Regions from separate parts of the Mus musculus genome. Here all the other regions are linked to region 2. Evidence: chromatin contacts called from public Hi-C and Micro-C data. All regions are on one chromosome and are shown on one strand. Each heading gives the region's core, a stretch centred on a gene start, on an enhancer-like site or on the middle of the called end of the contact. The rest is flanking DNA. Distances are from core to core; before and after follow the strand shown. Region 1 overlaps Scfd2 (Sec1 family domain containing 2). Region 2 has its middle 33 kb from the start of Snora26. Region 3 has its middle 17 kb from the start of 1700019F05Rik.

Region 1 (2,945 bases), core at 62-2,561, 150 kb before region 2:
GTGAGAAAACAGAAGCACACGATAGTTTGCCAATGTTACCAAGCTCAGGCAGGACCTCAACTACTTGTCCCCAGAGTCCATGCCAAAACCTCTCTGCACCGTCTCTGGAGGCCCACTTCCCTGTAAATGCTCACTCATCCCTGATAGCCACATGGAGGGGCTTTTCATTCCAGTGGCCCGCTGACTGATCTGACTCAGCCCAGCTCTGTTGTAAGTCCCTGGGCTCTGTGTGTCCACTATGTGCTGCAGTCGCCCTTACCTGGCTGAACCAGTGAGTACCAGGGTTGCTGTAGTCCTGGGCAGCGCTTGCTGAGTTCAGAGATGCTACTTTTTATGTAAAAGAAGATTGACATGGATGAAGAGTCTACAGACAGGCAAAGGACAGCCTCAATTGTATATGACTGTCCTGTGGCTATTGCTGCCACCTCCTCCTCCTCTTCCTCCTCTTCTTCCTCCTCCTCCTCCTCTTCCTCCTCTTCCTCTTCCTCCTCTTCTTCCTCTTCCTCCCCCCCTCCTAACCAGTTCTGTCCACCAGTGTGACACAGCAGGTGTGTGTTCTGAGTGTAAGGAGCCCAGCACACTGCTGCCTCTTTCTCAGAATGCCTTTTAAGTCCAAGCTTGTACCTGAGTATGACCAGAGAAAGTCCATTGTCCTTCCCATTCATTTCCACTATTTTTGTGTTGTCTTCAGCCCCAGGCTCCCAGCTATTCATATTTTCTTGAATTGTGCTGTCACCCCATTGTTGTCACTAGAGACTAACTTTTGCTTCAGTGACACAGCTCTTCCATAAAGAGCCTTAAGAAACCTGTCAGGCCTCACTCACTGCATTCTTGACTCCAGCCAGCAGAGGGCTCTGCTCACCATAGTCTCTCCCTGGACTCAAGCACTCAGGCAGGGCAGGGCATCTGAAATTGCTGCAGCTCCATTGCTGCAGCTCCAGAGAAGAGCCACAAATTACAGACCGGCTGTTAACACTCTTCCTGGAAGGAGTGCCCGTGACCTCGGCTTGCTTTCCACCAGGCAGAAGTAGTCAGACCACAGCCAAGTTCATGGTTTGTTATACATACACACAGCATCCTGTGTGCCTGAAAGACAAAACGGAATATTTGAAAATGGCCTTTATAAATCCAAAAGTGTCATGTTCTATCATGAACTGTAATTCGCAAGCCATTTTCCTGCTCTTGGGTAGAAGCAGCAAGCTATGAGATTTAGAACTTACATTTGGATGGTTTTATGACATCACTCCAAGTAACAGTTGGTTGTCTGGACCTGAGATACCTAGTGTACGCAGTCCCCCCACCTCTCTCTTGCATAGATATGCACGCACACACCCACACACAGTCTGCTGCCAGTCCCTATAGCAGCTGCTCCATCCTCACACTGCCTGGTTCTGTCTTACAGTGAAGCGACTGTAAATCAGACATCCTGTCACATCACTGCAGGGTCCTGACCACCTCTGTGGGAGCTTCCTGTTTCCCAGTGAAGAATGTATAAGAAGAGCATCTGTCTTCTAAGGCAGCCAGTCACAGCTGCACACATGCTAAACACATCCATGCACTCACAGCCGATCACCTGTTCGCCCTGCGGCGATGGAAGATCAGACGCTAAAGCTCCGCTGCGGGATGCAACCAAAAATACCTGTGTCCTCGGCTTTGCATGTTTTTCCGTTGAGCTTGTCATCTTAGGCACCAGCCTCCTCCCTACCCAGCCATCAACTCTTCGTCTGTCACAGAGAATGTCTTTTGCACCCAACACCTAAAATGCCAACCGTCCCCTCTGCACAGCCAAACATCAGCATTCACACCCTTATGACATTTGTGCTGCTCTTAGTGCAGTGGTGGTGTTTCCCAACTATAAAATGTCTTCCGTTACTCCAAGTCAAAGGAATATGGTGGTGTAGACATTGAATTATCGTGTACTTTCAACAAAGTAAAATGTTAGTTGTCTTGGATCATTGTGTTTAGCTAAAACATAATGACTGAAAAGACTAGCCGAAGTTAAGTTGAAACTACAAAGTAGATCCCTACTGGGGTATGATGAAAAGAAGGGAAGGGCTAGGCTCATGCCAACCAGCCAAGAAGCGATGAGGAACAGGAGCCTCCAAGCTCAGACATGGCTCAGAGATGCTGGGTACCACGAGGCTCAAACAGTGCAGTGGAGAGAGAGGCCAAGAGGAAACAGCCTCAGCTGTAGTTCAGCGAAGAAATGTGTTTACTTGTGGGTGTATGGGGAGTAACAGCTACCCCGCAGAAGGAGAGCTAGCACAGGCAGGAACTGAGCGGTACCACAGCATGTCTGGGACTTCAGAGGTTCTAATTCCGGGACTGCCTGTGGTAACTGTAGTCCCTTTGAAAGTCACCGCACGCACCTTCCAAGACTGTGAGGCTCTGTAAATCGGAGTCGCATAAGCTATTCTGTGCCTCGTAAGGAAGTCACGAAAGTGAAGTAAGATGTATAAAACTGCCCAGGACAGGGACTGCCAGTAGTTAGGCTTTGTAAAATGTGTCCTAAAGAGTCGTAGATTTCAGGTGCTGAGGATTTGGGGATGAGGTCCCAGGACTACAAACTGACTGGGCCAGGGCTCACTGCAATGGAGAGCTGATGAGAATCAAGCATGAAGCACAGTTGGCCTGGGAAGTGACATCGGTTCCTTTGTAACAAGGTTGAGGATGCTGACTATAGACAACACAGGGAGCCTTGAACACATTGTGCTGGTCACAAAAGGACAAAACACTGTATGGTTGTACACATGCCAGGTACCCAGAGTACTCAGGCTCATAGAGATACAGCACAGATTGACAGGGGCTTGGGGTGGGAGGGTGGGAAGTTCTTGTTTTATGAATAGAGAGTTTCGGTTTTTGCAAACTTTGTCTCTTCAGACAGTGCTAATGGCTACATAATAGTGGGATGTACTTACTGCAATGAATCAACTGCACACTGTGGC
Region 2 (2,933 bases), core at 46-2,545:
GATGAGAGATTCCCAGGCTCTTCCCCTTTGCCTCAGAAACTGATCTTCAGTTCTCCACTTTGTCGTCCCTTCGTCAGTCTCAGGGGGTGTCACCGTGTCACCGACCTTCGCCATGATACCTCTTAACAAATATTTACCTTTTCTGAGTGAGTGTTTTGCCCCCATGTATGTCTGTCTGTACACTCTGTGAGTGCCTGATGCCAGAAGAGGTCAGTAGAGGACATTAGATCTTAGAACTAGAGTTATTGATGGTTGTGAGCAGCCCAGTGGATGCTGGGAGATGAGCCCAGGTGAGCAATCAGTGCTCTTAACCACTGAGCTAGCTCTCTATTGCCCCATAATATCTCTTGTTGAGTGATAGGTTTACATCCCTAAAAAGGTTCTTATATTCATGTCTGTCCACTAAGCCAGCGGTCCCACACTCCAGGGTCAATGTGCTGAACTTGTTACTGTCTTCCCTGTTCACTGTTTTCACTGTTTACCCCCAGGCTGATTTACAGTGCTTACACACTATCTCTGATCGAATCGTGGAGCGACATCACGACACAATGCTGTCACTTCTACAGAAGGGACATATCTCTCCTTCATTTCATGATCACATGCCTCTCATCTCTGGCTTTACTCCTTTTCGGGGCGGGGGCTTAGAGGGTAGAGAGCTTGTGTGTGTGGTGTGTACACATGTTCACAGATGTGTGCGCATGTGTGTATAGAAGCCAGAGGTTGTTGACATTGGATGTCTTCTTTGGTAACTCTGTTGAGAGGGAGGGGCTGGAGAGATAGATGGTTTAGCCATCAAAACTAGGCTTACACTCATCTTTCTGTGGCAGGACTTAATGCATCGCTGGCTGGTCTCAACTAACTATGTAGTCAAAGATAACTTTTAAACCAGGATCTCCCTGCCACTGCCCACTGAATGCTGGGGTTACAGGCTTGCACCACTACCACTAGTTTATGTGATGTTGGGGGTGGAGCCCGGAGTTTTGTGGACAAAGAAACGGTAGCTCTGAAAGCAAGGAAGCCAGGACTCAAAGCTGTCCCGAGACGTACAAGTACAGAGCAATCGAGAAGACCCACGGTGAGCGCCAGATCCTCAGCACCAAGGCGTAGGGAGAGCCTTTTGGGTTCGGTTTGGTGACCTGGCGCCCAGAGAAGGGCACTCCAGAAGCTCCCAGGCTTCTTCCTCCAGATCCAGAGCTGGAAGGGGCCAGACGGCCTGAACAACCCTGTCAGCCAATAGTCAGGCCAGGGACTATAGCATATGTAGGCCCCGCCCCGAATCTTCTCTGGGATTGGCTGGCTGCTCGTGGCGCTCCACCTTTATTGGTTGCCTTTCTATGGCCCGCCCTGCCAGGCTTTGGGTCACCGTGTAGCTTGTGGCCTGGGGTTTAGGTCCTGGGCTTGGCAAGGAGTACCCCGTAGTTTGGACATCAGGACGGCCGCGTGTCCCCTCGAGCTTTGCTTGCCCGGAGCAGAACTTTGCGGTCAGAACTAAGGATCAGGGCATCTTCAGCACGCTGACGGCTGTGCTTGGCCACCGCAGGGCGGATTTCCCAAGTTGATTCTCAATATCACAGCCGGCTCCAAGGAGCAGGTATATTCCTGGCCTGGAGCGAATGGAATGGCCCAAGCCAGGAGCATGAGTGGACAACAATGCATCTGGAGGATTCCTGAGCACAGCTGCTACAGCGGCTGGAGCTGACATTTGCTTTAAAAGAAACCAAAGAAAAACACCCCCAACAGGTCAGTGGTGGCACTTGGCACGCACACTCCTTTAATCCCAGCACTCAGGAGGCAAGAGGCTTTTGAACCTCGGAGAGTTCAAGGCCAGCCTGGTCTACACCGCAAGTTCCAGGACAACCACGGCTGCACAGAGAAAACCTGTTCACAAAGACAAAACCAAACAACCGAAAAAAAAAAAAAAAAAAGAAAAAGAAAAACATGCCGAGTGTGGTGGTGCACGCCTTTAATCCCAGCACTCAGGAGGCAGAGGCAGGTGGATTTCTGAGTTCGAGGCCAGCTTGGTCTACAAAGTGAGTTCCAGGACAGCCAGGGCTACACAGAGAAACCCTGTCTCGAAAAAACAAACAAACAACCCACCTCCTATGCATTTTAAGGCTGACACAGAAATCCATTAAAAAAACCATTACAAAAGTCTTTAGAAGTCACAGCTGAACCAGAATAAACTTCCATTCAGTGTAAGCACCTTTGTGATATTTTTTTTCGAAGTTCTAGCACAAGTGATGAATTCACACTTACCCTGCCCAACCACCGGAACCGTATAAAAAATACCTTTTGTACTCTGTAATCGTTGACTACCGATGGCACTGGCTGACTGAGGCAGTGGGTGTGCTTAGCTCTTCATTAGGGTGCAAAATAGCTCAGGGAATTCATACCCCCTGAGTGCCTCAAGACAAGTTGTTCATCCTTTCTCCAAGGACAAAACAGTGTACGAACTTAGAGCCAATAGATTCCCGATCTTAGCTCTTTCAGCAACAGCTGTGGAAGCCTTTCTGATGTATTGACCACTTTTAAAACACTGAAGCTGAAGGGGCTGTCCCAAGGCCTGACACTATTACTGAAGCTATGGAGCACTTACAAAAAGGGACCTTTCATGGCCTCACTCCAGAAGATACAACAAGCAGCTGAAAGAGTCAGATGCAGAGATTTGCACCCAACCAATGGACAGAAGCTGCTGACCCCTGTGGTTGAATTAGGGGAAAGCTCAAAGAAGCTGAGGAGGAGGGTGACCCTGTAAGAGGACCGGCAGTCTCAATTAACCTGGACCCCTGAGATCTCTCAAACACTGGACCACCAAACAGGCAGCATACACCAGCTGATATGAGGCCCCCTACACATATACAGCAGAGGTCTGTCGGGTCTGGACTCAGTCAGAGAAGATGCACCTAACCCTCAAGAGACTGGAGGCCCCAGGG
Region 3 (2,705 bases), core at 73-2,572, 200 kb after region 2:
GCTGGGAATTGAACTTAGGACCTCTGGAAAGAGCAGCCAGTGCTCCTTTTGAACCATCTCTCCAGCTCAAAACTTTTGATTTCACTATCCTGTTTGAAGGAATCTCTAAACAATCCGTAGTACAGTTTGATGTGTTCTCTGACGAAGCTTTTTGTCCCTGTTTCTATGACCCACCGTGACTCCCAGAGGTTCACGCATATTCTCGAACATGCCCTCCTGGCTTCAGATGAAGAGCTGATTTTCCATGGAAGGCAGTGTTTTGCTAAGGGTCATATAGAGGTAAGGTTTGTGTGCATGTGTGTGTGTGTGTGTGTGTGTGTGTGTGTGTGTGTGTGTGTGTGTGTGTAACAAGTTAGTGATGGATGCTGGATATTTTAAGTATTTGTTACATATTAGGGAAGTATTATTATTATGATTGTTTTATAAGGGGTAGAACTTCCTAAACCTGAGTGGTGAGGAAAACAGAAAAATGTACAAGAGCCAGGAGGAAGCGAATACTGAGTGTACAAGTGGATGGTTGTACCCAGCCATCTTCTTGTTGCTTCCATGACTCAGTCTTAATGAGCTATTTTCAGAGATCAAAGCCTCCACCCCTCCTTTAAAAAACATGCACACTGATGTAGATCAGAGTTCTTAAATGCTATCTAAGCTAAGATTATTTCTGCTCCCTTCATCTTCCCTTTACTCCATCTAAGCACTCTGTGGGAGGACCACCTCGATGCCAGCCGGAGCACAGCTGCAAGCTGCTCAGGCTGAGTGGGCCGATGTGGTTTATTCTGGCATCTTTTTGCTCCTAGGCTAAGGCCCATTGGTCTTGTTCGTGGTTTGCAATTACTGCTGTTTCCAAGAGCAACAAAATGTAGAAGTGCAGGACCACACTGTCAAGAGCTGTGTTTTCATAACGGCTGCCAGTTGGTTGGTTTCTTTCAGTGACCAGAGCCCTTCTGGTTCCCTGTGTCAGGGTTGCTTCCCAGGGAGCTGAATTGTTTCCCTTACAGCTGCCTTTGTATACACTTGAGTTTGGCCTAAAGGTGTCTCCGTAAGCAGTAAGCTGCAACGTTGATGTTGTAACAGGCTGAGACCTACCCTTCCAGAATACGTGGCTGACTCTTAGTCCGTCAGAAATGTGACATCGCTTCATTACCTAGGAGCCTAAGGGAGGTCATTGTAACCCAGAGCCCACATTCTTTCAGTGAAGATCTATATCAGCACCGTACTCAGAGAGCCACCCTGATCTCCTCGAAGCCAACTGGCTCTCAACACCAGAATCCCCCACTGTCCCTTCACTCTGGCTACTGGAAGACGTCATCACCATAGCACTTTTAACAACATGTTTGTCCTCTTGCTGTTCTGGAATTCAGATGGCCCAAATCCAGATGTTTATGGGCCTGCATTCTTCCTGTGGCTCCTGGGGAGACTCTGTTACCTTGCCATTGTCAGATTCTAGAAGCAGTAGGCATTCCTTGGCTGTGGTCTCTTCTCCACACCATTCCAGCCGTTCCCTTTTGTTACTACACACACCTCACACCATGCTTCGCTCTAATAGAGACTTAGTGACTGCGATGGGTTTGACTGCGTTACCCAGGCCAATCTCCCCATCTAGGGCCTTTTATAGAATCCTATCTGCCAGGGACCTTTTGTCACATTCACAGATGCGAGGAATTAGCACATGCATCTTTGGTGTTGGCTATGGGGATATTATTCTCTCTACCTCACTATAAAGCAACCCGGCTCCCCCAAGCCTGCCAGACAGCAGGGTGATGCCTGGGTGGTTGCTCTGAACTTCACATACCATTCCATTAGGTTGTTCATATGAAAATATCCCCTCCCTCGTTCCATTAAGTTATTCATATGAACATATGAAAATGACAGGGCTGTGCATTGATCACAGTTTTTAAAATGTGCATGTGTTTGCCTGTGTGCATGTAAGTGCATCACAGGTATGCACTGTCTGAGGAGGCCAGGAAGGGTATTGGATGCCCTGGAACTGGAGTTATCGATTGCTGTGAACAATCATCTGTTTTGATGCGCCTTCCGTTATGTCTCCCGAGTCTCCAAACACGCCATTGGGCCTAGTCATTAGTAGTGTAAATATTTTATGAGTGCAGACACTGAGGCGGAAATGATCATACACTCAACTCAGGATTACACATGAGGAAAATGGGCTGGGGGAGCGGAGGCTAGACGTGAAGCCAAACGCTAACAGCTGGTTTTAGAATACTACTGTCACTAGCAAGGTCGGTTATTAAGCCCATTACCAAAGCATTTCAGAGTAGCAGAGACCAGGCTGCTCGGCTATGGGGCAAATGTGGAACTTGGAATTCGTCCAAAGGCTCTGCGCCTAGGAAGAGTGGCTCGTGGGTCTGCTGCATCAGCAACTCCAGAGTTTGTCAGGACTTCAGAATCTACACAAGACACACCAAATCCCACCTGCATTTTCACAAGATCTCCAGGTGAATTTTGTGCTCAGAAAACACACTTCGGAACAGTTACAACCTCAGTTATGGGTCCAAAGCTGTGCTTGCTTAGGGGCTTCTGTTTTAAGGGTCTCTTCTTGGGTTTTAGTAGACGTTGAAACTGAACAGGGAACAAGGAACCCTCAGTGGTGCTGCCTAGATATGCTTGCCAAATGTATCTACATCACCACCCCCATTTCCAGAGATCATGATTTAGTACCTCTGGGTTGGATGGAGCCGCGACTCCAT

Evidence for each region. Hi-C and Micro-C count contacts between places; a contact is called where the count stands out from the background.
Region 1: a Hi-C map of Th1 cells shows a contact between it and region 2, with 4 times the contacts expected there. The contact joins two enhancer-like sites. A contact is called at or near these places in 3 of 15 datasets of contacts at CTCF or cohesin (embryonic stem cells and pro-B cells), 37 of 484 Hi-C or Micro-C datasets (CD4 T cells, CD8 T cells, the CH12 cell line and 13 more), 15 of 115 datasets of contacts at active chromatin or transcription factors (the SCID.adh cell line, bone marrow-derived macrophages, double positive thymocytes and 7 more) and 1 of 9 other capture datasets (embryonic stem cells).
Region 3: a contact with region 2 is called in a Micro-C map of trophoblast stem cells, with 2.4 times the contacts expected there. The contact joins two enhancer-like sites. A contact is called at or near these places in 2 of 15 datasets of contacts at CTCF or cohesin (large pre-B cells and pro-B cells), 3 of 484 Hi-C or Micro-C datasets (embryonic stem cells, liver and trophoblast stem cells) and 2 of 115 datasets of contacts at active chromatin or transcription factors (both in embryonic stem cells).

The regions. Positions count from the first base shown.
Region 1 is chr5:74,275,852-74,278,796 of GRCm38.p6, reverse strand. All of the region lies in intron 5 of Scfd2 (Sec1 family domain containing 2), which reads left to right. Among named protein-coding and RNA genes, the nearest start is that of Gm32064, 39 kb to the left of the region's middle. Within about 2 kb of position 1,311, at least 58 of the 459 cell types and tissues checked have an H3K27ac peak or open chromatin away from gene starts, as enhancers often do. A contact at or near this core is called in Th1 cells, cerebral cortex and regulatory T cells, where this site is marked.
Region 2 is chr5:74,125,018-74,127,950 of GRCm38.p6, reverse strand. No RefSeq gene overlaps it. Among named protein-coding and RNA genes, the nearest start is that of Snora26, 33 kb to the right of the region's middle. Within about 2 kb of position 1,295, at least 227 of the 459 cell types and tissues checked have an H3K27ac peak or open chromatin away from gene starts, as enhancers often do. A contact at or near this core is called in Th1 cells, cerebral cortex, regulatory T cells and 1 more, where this site is marked.
Region 3 is chr5:73,928,473-73,931,177 of GRCm38.p6, reverse strand. No RefSeq gene overlaps it. Among named protein-coding and RNA genes, the nearest start is that of 1700019F05Rik, 17 kb to the right of the region's middle. Within about 2 kb of position 1,322, at least 33 of the 459 cell types and tissues checked have an H3K27ac peak or open chromatin away from gene starts, as enhancers often do. A contact at or near this core is called in trophoblast stem cells, where this site is marked.